Linked DNA regions of Sus scrofa: region 2 is linked to region 1. A link is a contact called in public promoter capture Hi-C data. All regions are on one chromosome and are shown on one strand. Each heading gives the region's core, a stretch centred on a gene start, on an enhancer-like site or on the middle of the called end of the contact. The rest is flanking DNA. Distances are from core to core; before and after follow the strand shown. Region 1 holds the start of CDH24 (cadherin 24). Region 2 holds the start of RBM23 (probable RNA-binding protein 23).

What was found. Promoter capture Hi-C pulls out the DNA fragments that hold promoters and counts their contacts.
Region 2: a promoter capture Hi-C map of fetal liver shows a contact between it and region 1, with 2.2 times the contacts expected there. The contact joins the promoter of RBM23 here to the promoter of CDH24 in region 1. A contact is called at or near these places in 2 of 5 promoter capture datasets (fetal liver and fetal skeletal muscle), 3 of 47 Hi-C or Micro-C datasets (brain, heart right ventricle and liver) and 1 of 2 datasets of contacts at active chromatin or transcription factors (alveolar macrophages).

What each region holds. Positions count from the first base shown.
Region 1 is chr7:75,989,851-75,994,550 of Sscrofa11.1, reverse strand. CDH24 (cadherin 24) reads right to left here and starts at 2,646. Exons shown (of 12, transcript NM_001243615.2): 1 at 2,342-2,646; 2 at 1,869-2,163; 3 at 1,554-1,673; 4 at 1,312-1,479; 5 at 952-1,139; 6 at 388-641. The coding sequence starts at 2,542.
Region 2 is chr7:76,118,564-76,123,263 of Sscrofa11.1, reverse strand. RBM23 (probable RNA-binding protein 23) reads right to left here and starts at 2,539. Exons shown (of 14, transcript XM_021099252.1): 1 at 2,216-2,539. The coding sequence starts at 2,411. PRMT5 (protein arginine methyltransferase 5) reads right to left here. Exons shown (of 17, transcript NM_001160093.1): 17 at 3,647-4,192. The coding sequence ends at 4,040.

The DNA of each region.
Region 1 (4,700 bases), core at 1,397-3,896:
TGCTAAAGCAACGGGTGATGTTAAGGCTACTACTACACACATTGTTGTGAGAGTGAAATGTTATCAAGTGGGTAAAATGTGAAGCACTGAAAGGAGTGAGCAATAGCCATAGCTGTCAACTGATCCATTGCAATCATTGGATAAGAGTCCATCTGTCTGCCCTGCCTCTAGGAGGCACCACTATCATCCACCCAGAGGGACGGGTGGCGAGTCTGGGAGTGGTTAGCCAGGTCCTCTGGCTCTCCCCTGGTACCCAGGCCTGCAGGGAAACTTCTACCAGGAGGTGAATGTCACCTGCAGTCAAGGAGGCTCATCCTCAGGTGAGAACAGCCTGTTGCTGGGCCCCTTCCCCGAGGCCCGCCCAGCCTGGCCGGCACCCCTGCTCACCTGATTGGACTGGCTGGGGAGTCCAGGTCAGAGGCTGACACCTGGCCCACCAGGGTCCCGGGAGCCTTGTTTTCGGGCACCGACAGGTGGTAGGCAGCCTGGGAGAAGGCAGGTGGCTCTGGGGCGTCCTGCACAGCCACGCGCACTGAGGCCACGTCCTTGAAGGGCCCTCGCCGCAGATAGGCTGGGTCGATGAGCGTGTTGGTGGCCTCCACACGGAAGGAGTAGGAGCGACGGTTCTCGAAGTCCAGGGGCTGTGGGGAGGGAGATGGAGTGACTGCGGCAGATGGAGACCAGGGAGGAGGGCACCAGAGGGGTGGTAGCCTTGGTGGGCAGAACTCTAGGTCTGCCCCCAGTTCCATCACAGACTTGCTCTATGCAAAGTCTTCAACCAGTCACTTCCCCATGAAGTGCCCCAGGCCCTCATCTGAAGGATGAGGAGGTGACCATGATCTCCAAGCTCCAACACAGGGATCCTGAGTCTGTTCTAGACCAGTTAGAGGCATGACCCCTGGGGCAGGAGGCAGTTATGAGTGGGTCTGTGGCATGAGACAGGAGGCTAACCTTGCGGACAGTGAGGAGCCCATCTCGACCCTGGGAGTCTGTGCTGATGCTGAAGGCCTCGGACCCCTCCCCGTCCAGGATGCTGTATGCCATGAGGGCGTTGTCCCCCAGGTCTGGGTCCTGGGCCTGCAGCCGGCCCACCAGGGTGCCCGGCCCAGCGGTCTCCACCACGGAGAACTGGTACAGGCCTTGGGGAGGATGGAGGGAGACGATCTTAGAGAGGTCTCCAGCCCTCCTCCCTCTCCCGGCATGTCCTTCTCCCAGGCCTGGCTCGGGAGGGGTGGGAGGGCAGATTTCTCAAGAGGCTGCAAGGGGTGGGGTGCTTAAAAGATGGCTCAGGCGACAGCACTGGCCCCTTACTCTGCGGGAACTTGGGGGGGTTGTCGTTGACATCGCTGAGGGTGACCGTCACCGTAGTGCTGCCCGACAGCCCCCCCATGTGGCCACCCATGTCCTTGGCCTGAATCACCACCAAGAACTCCTCCTGCGTCTCACGGTCCATGTTGGGGATGGCGGTCCGCACCACTCCTAGGGAGAGATGATGGATCAGAGGGTGCCTGGTCCCAAGGCAGCCCCACCCGGCTCCTGAGCTCTAGCCTCACCAGTCTGGGGGTCCACAGAGAAGAAAGGTAGTCCATCCAGCACGGTGTACACCAGCTTGGCGCTGTTCCCGTAGCTGGGGTCATCAGCATCATGAGCAGTCACCTGGATCACTGAAGTCCCTGTGGGGGATCCCGGCACCCCACTCAGCAGGGGCAGAGCCAAGTAGGGAAGAACAGCAGACGATCAGGACCCAGACATGAGTGGGGCTGAACTGAGGGAGGTGGCTTCCGGGGCAGAAAGGGGTGGGGGAGGGAGAGGTGAGGGAGGGCGCTCTAGGAGGTGGGATCCACGATGTCCGGACTCGGGATACTCACCGACGTTGGACATCTCGGGCACTGTGGCGTGGTATGGCCCGAGGGGAAAGATGGGTGGATTGTCATTAATGTCTTGCACCTTGATGATGAACTCTGATGGGGGCTCCAGGGGGCGGTTGGAGGCTCGGTCCACAGCTTGGGCCAGTAGCACATACTGGGCCTTCTCCTCCCGGTCCAGGCTCTTGGTGACATGGATATTGCCTGTGGCCTCATCGATCACAAATACGGTGCCTGCCCCCTCTCCCGTCAGCAGGTACTTGGTGCGGCCCTCACCCCTGTCCACGTCCGAGTGCAGCTGTACGGGTCAGGGAAAGATGGCAGCGGGTTCCAAGCGCAGGGACAGAAAGTTAAAGAGTCTAAGTCTGGGCCTCGGTGGAGTGTTGGGAGTTCTGAGGGACCAAGGTCATTGCAGAAGTGAAGTTGCAGGGCAGAGCCTTGAGAGTCAGGGTAGACATGGGAGGCTTGATCCTTACCTTGCCAATAAGGACGGGCTCTGGTCCAGCATATTCCTCAATGACAAAGAATTGGTTCCACACCCAGCTCCTTCGGGTCCGAAGCAGTGCTGGTCCTGGGCCTCCCCGGGACCCTGCCCAAGCCCGGGCTGGGGCTGCCAGGCGCCCCATGCAGCCCCAGCCACCCAGCCAGGCCAGCAGGAGCCTCACCAGGCCCCACATGTTTGGGCACCAGCCAGGGCTCTGTTCACTGCCCCTGGGTGTTAAGGCATGAGCTGCCTGGGGCAGAGGGGCAGATGCTTTGGGACTACCCCATGGATCCACACCTGCAGGAGAGGTAGCTGTTCAGGGTCAAGGAAACCCTTAACCCTCCCCCCTCCAAAGTTAGATGCTCAAGATCAGACCTCCGAGGAACCAGAAACACCAGTGACCAGAAACCAGACTAAGACAGAAAGCAGTCTGATCTTTCCCTCCACCCAGGCTCTGCCTGTATTCACCTCCAGCCCTCCAAGCTGATAAATCTCCGGCCAGTCAAGTGAGTAGAGAAGCTTGGGGAGAAAATAGGAGAGGGTATGCTGGGAGGGCTGGGAACCTCAAATCTGGCTCCTGTTCTCCCAGGGTGGGCATGCAGCTGGGGGCTGGAGGAAATGGGGGCTACCAGGGAAAGGGCTTAAAATAAAGGGATCTGGACTCCTGGAGGTGTGATCTGAGGGTGCCTAGGGTCAGGGTGAGAGGACAAGGAGTGCAGCCTCAAACAGGGTTGAAAGCCTGTGAAAGTCCCTCCTCCACAGAGAACCCCGCCTCTCCAGAAACTGACCCTAACACACTGCTAGCTGAAGTCCTTGAAGGGAGACCTGGACTCATGAGGCATTGTAGGGGCCAGAGCTGGAAGAAGAGGGGTGGCAGAGGCCAGGAGACCGGGGAGGGGGAGCAGAGGCAGACCCAGAGGCTAGAGACACAGCGTGATTGAGGTTGAGACCAAGACTCAGGGACTGGCTGCAGAGACAGAGACAGAATGGCAGCAAGAGACAGAAGGAAAGAGACCCAAGGTGGCAGCCTGGGTGTCTGAAAAGCAGAGAGGAGTCATATGGGTACCAGGCTAGAGAATGGGTGGCTGAGAGGGCAGAGGGGCTTTCAGTATGTGTGATGGACAGGAAGGGGCAGCTTCAGCTGAGGGGGTTAGACCAGGCCACCCTGGAGGAGAACTTCATTCTGGGAGAGGGGGCAGCCAGGAGGGGCTGTGGGATGGAAGCTAGAGAGAGGACCCTTCCCACCACTGTCTTCTCCCTCTCCTCCTAGGGGGTCCCCCCAGGTGGCTGTGGCTGCGCCTCTCCTCCCCCAGAGCAGACACACACCTGACAGTCCTTTCCTTCCCGAGGGAAGAGGGAAGCCGGAGGCGAGCCGGCGACCGGAGAGGGAGGCGGGACGAGGAGGGAGAAGGAAAGGGAGAGAGGAGTGGGAAATAGGAGAGTGGGAAAGGGAAGGGGAGAGGAGAGAGAAGGAACAGGGGAAGGAAAGGAGAGCGGGAAAAGGAAGAGACGGGAAAGGAGAGAGAGGTGGAGGAAGAAAACAGCAAAGAGGAAGAGGAGATGGAGCAAGACAGGGTAAGAAGGAGAGAGAAGGGTTGGGGAGACAGAGGGAAGGGGCAGAGAAGGCAAACAGGCAGAGAGAAGGCTGGGTGAAGAGAGATCGAGGGAGAGGAAAATGGTTAAAAGAGGGAGAGAGGTGCGAGGGAAGAAGGGAAAGCTGGAGAGCGCGGGAGAAGGGAGCCGGCAGTGGGCTCCCAGCCGCGGAGCGCACCGCTCACCGCTCTGAAGATACCCGCAGGCTGCGGGCCCCCTGCTGCCCCTGCGCGAATTCCCGACCGCGGGCTCCGGAGCAGAAGCCCTTACCTGGCAGTGCCGAGGGGCCCAGCCCGGCGGGGACGGTCTCCGCCGGCCCCAGCCGCCGGGTCCCAGGGGGGCACAGCCCCGAGCCGATCCGAGCGGGCGCCGCGGCTCCGCTGCAGGTCTGAGCGGCCCCGGCTGAGAACAAGGGAGCGAGACGGAGGGGGCGGGGGAAGGAGGCTCCGCCTGCGGAGGAGCGAGGCGGCTCCGCGCCGCGCAGGAGAGGAGAGCCCAGCCTCCGACCCTCCCCTGCCCAGCCCGGGCCGCGCGGCGGGGGCGGGGGCGGGGGCGGCGTTGGTGCCCGCCCCCTCGGCGCTGCCGGCCGCCGGGCGCATACAGATGCGGCTCCCTTTTGGGCCGGGGTCCGCAGCGCCCGGAGGGGCAGGAGGGCAGAAGGGCGTCCAGGCCACGGCGCCAGGCCGTTTCCGAAGAGCTAGTGGGGAGGGCGCACCCAGGAACGCAAAGCGGCCCGCACGCCCCCAGTAGCCGGGTGA
Region 2 (4,700 bases), core at 1,290-3,789, 130 kb before region 1:
AGATGAAAAAACTAAGGTTTAGAGCTCCCTTTGCAGCTTAAGAGTGTTAAGAACCCAACTAGTATCCACAAGGATGCAGGTTCAATCCATGGCCTCGCTCAGTGGGTTAAGGATCCAGTGTTGCCGCAAGCTGTGGTATCGGTCTCGGATGAGGCGCAGATCTGGTGCTGCTGTGTCTGTGGTGTAGGCCAGCAGCTGCAGCTCTGATTCGACCTCCAGCCTGAGATCTTCCATACGCCACAGGCTTGGCCCTCAAAGGACCAAAAAAACAAGAAACAAACTAAGGTTTTGTGAACTGCCCAGTCATATACCTCAAAAGGAGGAGCTGACCTTGATCAGAAATCTTCTGACTCTTGGAGTTCTTGTCATGGCTCAGTGGTTAACTAATCTGACTAGGAACCATGAGGTTGTGGGTTCGATCCCTGGCCTCACTCAGTGGGTTAAGGATCCGGCGTTGCCATGAGCCCTGGTATAGGTTGCAGACTCGTCTCGGATGCCGCGTTGCTGTGGCTCTGGTGTAGGCCAGTGGCTACAGCTCCCATTCGACCCCTAGCCTGGGAACCTCCACATGCCATGGGAGTGGCCCAAGAAATGGCAAAAAGACAAAAAAATAAATAAAAAGAAATCTTCTGACCCTTAGTCTAGGTTACCTCTCATGTAGTTTATAACTTAACCTCAAAAGAAACTTCAAAAAGAGAAGCACACAGCATACCAAGATATCTACTTTTAAATATATACTTATCTGGAGAATTAATGTTCTGATAGGTTTATCAAATGAATCAGTCCCATTAGTCACACCTTATTGTGTGGCTTACAGATATTCGGTAACAGTATATGCTTCAATATATCCGTAACCAGGCTGATTTTAATATATGCTACCCAGCCTATTGTGGGAAAATAGTTCTAAAAGTAAGTTTTTCATCTACTGACTGTTCCTTTCAGTCCTATTGGTTGGAATACAAATTTTCAAATCGTCGTAATGTTCTTCATTTTTTACAGTCTGCCTTTAACCCTCCAAATAAAATGCTTTCTGATTTCAAGAACTGCTCTTAACTGTTCAGTGGCTAGTAGAGAATAAGAATAACTTACCAAAAAGGAAAACCTTCAGATAAGTCAACAAGTGAACCCCTACCTATGGAATAAAGTTTTCAGACTTCAGAAACGAATGAATCTATTTAATCACACACATATATATAACACCAGCACACTTTGCAACTTGAAATCTCACTGGGTCTAATCTATCTTTCTAAATGTTCTAAAAATATTATGAGTTTTCTGGTTGGAAGTTTTCAAATTAAGTCCTAATTACTGGTCAAAGTCCATTCAATCCCATCCATTAAAACTTTGCTTTCCTCCAACCCTGCTCTGAAAAATTGCATTAGGGTTCCACAACCATGGCGCTGCATGGACCCTGTCATGCCACACAGTCAAGACCCACGTCAGCGCTTGGGTCCCACTGCTGCGGGGGCAAAGGAGAATGAAGAACCGCGGTTGGCCTGGATTGGGCATAATTCACCAAACGCTGAAGTTCCAGGGGTGATGGTAGCGCCATCTCCTGGGTCCGGTCACTGAGCTGGGCACAAGACAGCTTAATTAAGTACAGCAACAATGAAAAAGATAAAAACATTCCCCACGCTGTGTAACAAGCCAAGGCCACATTTCAAAACACGGACCTACAAGTAACCGACGGGCAGCATCTCTGCGAGGGCCGGTATCCTGATGCTGAAACCTCGTTTGTGGCCTCACTATATTCCTCTACCGCCGCCACGGAATGTGTGAGCAGTGACCAAACACGGAACGTGAAACTTCAGACACTGAGGAATAAATCTCAATTCCCTCATCTCTCTGAGTAGTGCCACTAGGGCCTGAAAACCGATCCCAAGTGTCCTCTGAGACTGTCCCTCCACAGTACGTGGGACTCTAAACATCAGCAATGTGGGAACCTGGAAAGGGATCAGTCACGGGGATCCTTGAAACAGTCTTTCATCGGTAGACACAGCCACGAGGCTGCCGATCCCTAATACAGTGCCAGTGGACAACAATTAAGTAGCGAACACTTCCAGATCAAAGAAAGCCAAAAAAAATTTATTTTAAAAGTTTGCCCCATTCTGCTCTTAACGCCATTTTCTGCCTCTGACGTAAGGGGGAGGGGCCGTGCGACAACGTCACGCATAGGTGACGTCGCGACGGGGGGACCGGTTTCGGGGTTTCTTACCAGTTCCGGGTCCCCGCAGGGGGACCCCGGTTCCTTCGGTTCCTCTGGGTGTGTCGGAGGGTGCTAAGTATGTCTCTCTTCCAGACACTCCGCAATAAAAGCACCACAGCAACCGGAGCTGCTCCACTTCCCGCAAAATGGCGGCAGCTCCACAGTCTTCCAGAACCTTCCCCGATCTGCGCAGGCGCGGAAACATTCAGGCGGCAGAACGAACCTCTCCGGTTTAGCGGCAACAGTCCAAAGTACAGATTTTCATTGGCTAAAATCCTAAGCAAGGGTGGAGCCAAGCTCAAAGGTCTCTTAGCAACCATCAAGTTCCCATTGATTGGCTAACCTTTCCAAGACTGGGGAAAAGCAGAAGCTTTAGACATCCGCCCATCGCTCTCATTGGTTAAATGGCTTGCGACAGGGCGGGGAAACCCGGCGCAGACGCGGCAAGGACTCGCCTGCCCAGCTCCCCCGCACTCCTGAAGCTAGGTCAACGCTGTGGGCGGAGCCAACGGGGAGGTACAGTGACGTCCTTGCCGGTCCCTATTCTATTTTGGCAAGACGGGGTCTCATTAAGCTTATCCAGGACGGCTTTATAGAGAGCAACTGCATTTGCTTCACGTGGGGAGGAATGCTGGGCTCCACATCCTCATTCTGTCTACATTCTCTCCTAGCCGCCGCCTTCTGTCCTCAGCGCTTGGACCTGATTAGTCGGTCAGATTAGTCTTCCACATTCTGCCTGGTCCTACAGCTCACATACCTTCAGTTCAAATCAGTGCCCCACACACCTCGAAACCACAAGAAAAGAGTTTCGCAAGTGACTCTTTGGGTGCAACAATACTCATCCCTCTAACCATAAAGAGAAGGAATTGTCCACACTCATGACCCAAGGGCTTCCAGAACCCTAAGACTTCAGCTGCCAGAAACGTAGCTGGTTAAAACATGGAGAGGGCCACGAAGTGAGAGGAATCATGTTGAGTCCTAATTTGGTATATTAACTTTATATCATTGTACCAATTTCAAATCCTTCCTCTGTAAATGTAGAACTGGATTATGTCTGAGGATTTCCAACTTTAACCCTGTGATTTTATTCAAACAAAATATGCGGCTTCTGGCTGCAGGAGTCTGGGTAACTTCCAGTATTTCTCCCAAGAAGTAACAAAGGAGCTGGCAGTGCAGCAGCTCAGGAAGGTGAAAGGGTGGCTGGCTTCACTCACTACCCCATCTTTCTTCATGGCAGCACCCTGCCCTGTCCCCAGACAAGAGCCTTATCACAGGTCCTAATGGATAAGACCGCACTGTAGCTGGACCTGGGAGTCCAAGAGTCACCACTAAGCTTCTTAAATAGGAAATAAAGCAAGGTCCCTTCGTGTCTTGGAAAAGAGCACAGGTCTGAATTTGTGTAAGTAAGGGGTGGAGAAACAGGCAGGGGGCAACAGGGTTGGAGCAGGAAAGGCCATAACTTCACTTTATTTGTATTTCCTCCTTACACAAAACCACCAAAACAGGAACAGAGATGGGCAGGGAAAAAGGCTGAAAATTTGTTCAATCCACATGTTCTCAGGGCTATTCCAGGGAGCACTTGAGGCTGAGTGCCTGTTGGAGCAGCCTCAGATCCAGCACAAACTCCTCATGCCTTAGCCAGAGGTCTTCACAGGTTGGCAGCGCAAGCCCTGCAATTCTCACCCTTTGCCCATGGCCTAAGGTAGGAAAGCTGACTGAAATGCTCCTCTCTGATGGGCAAGGCAAATCAGAACCCATGGTGTACTGCACCTTCTGTGCTACAGGAGTAGAACCTGAAGCTGCTTCTAAGGTTTTAGACACTTGCAGGCAGGGCTAGAGGCCAATGGTGTAGGAGCGGCCTGTGGGGTTGTGAATAGCAGAACAGACAGGTGCTGTCACAGCCCACTCATACCACACCTTCTTGGAATTGCTGCATCGCCAGAAACGGACACAGATGGTCTGGCCTTCACGCACTGTAATAGGCTGCTGTAAGAAGAAAGACAGGGGAGTTCAGGGTGGAGCTAATCAATTTTATGTGGCAATGTAGCTAGCTAGGTGTGGAGAGAAAATGATCAAACGTGATGTTCCAACCCTCATGAGGTTTATTTGAGGTCTATCAGAACAAATAATCAGAACAGAACAGACACTGAACAAATAATAAAAAGTGGGATGAATGCTGTGAACAGGGATGGGGTGCTATAAAGGCATCTATGAAAGGTAGCGCTAACCTAGGCTAGAAAGTCAGGGAAAGTTATCTGACAATAGGAATGTTTCATGAGACCTGGGAGATACGTTAGCTGGGTCAAGAAATGAACAAAGAACTTTATAGGCAAAGGACAAAGGTGTGAAAACCTGAAGCAGGAAAGAACATGGAGTATTAGAGGAACTGAAAGAAGGTCCATAGGACTGAAGCAATGTAATCAAGGGGACAATAACTGAAAAGGCAGGCAAAAACTAGAGCACACCATCTAATAAGGATTTAAGACCGTTTTTT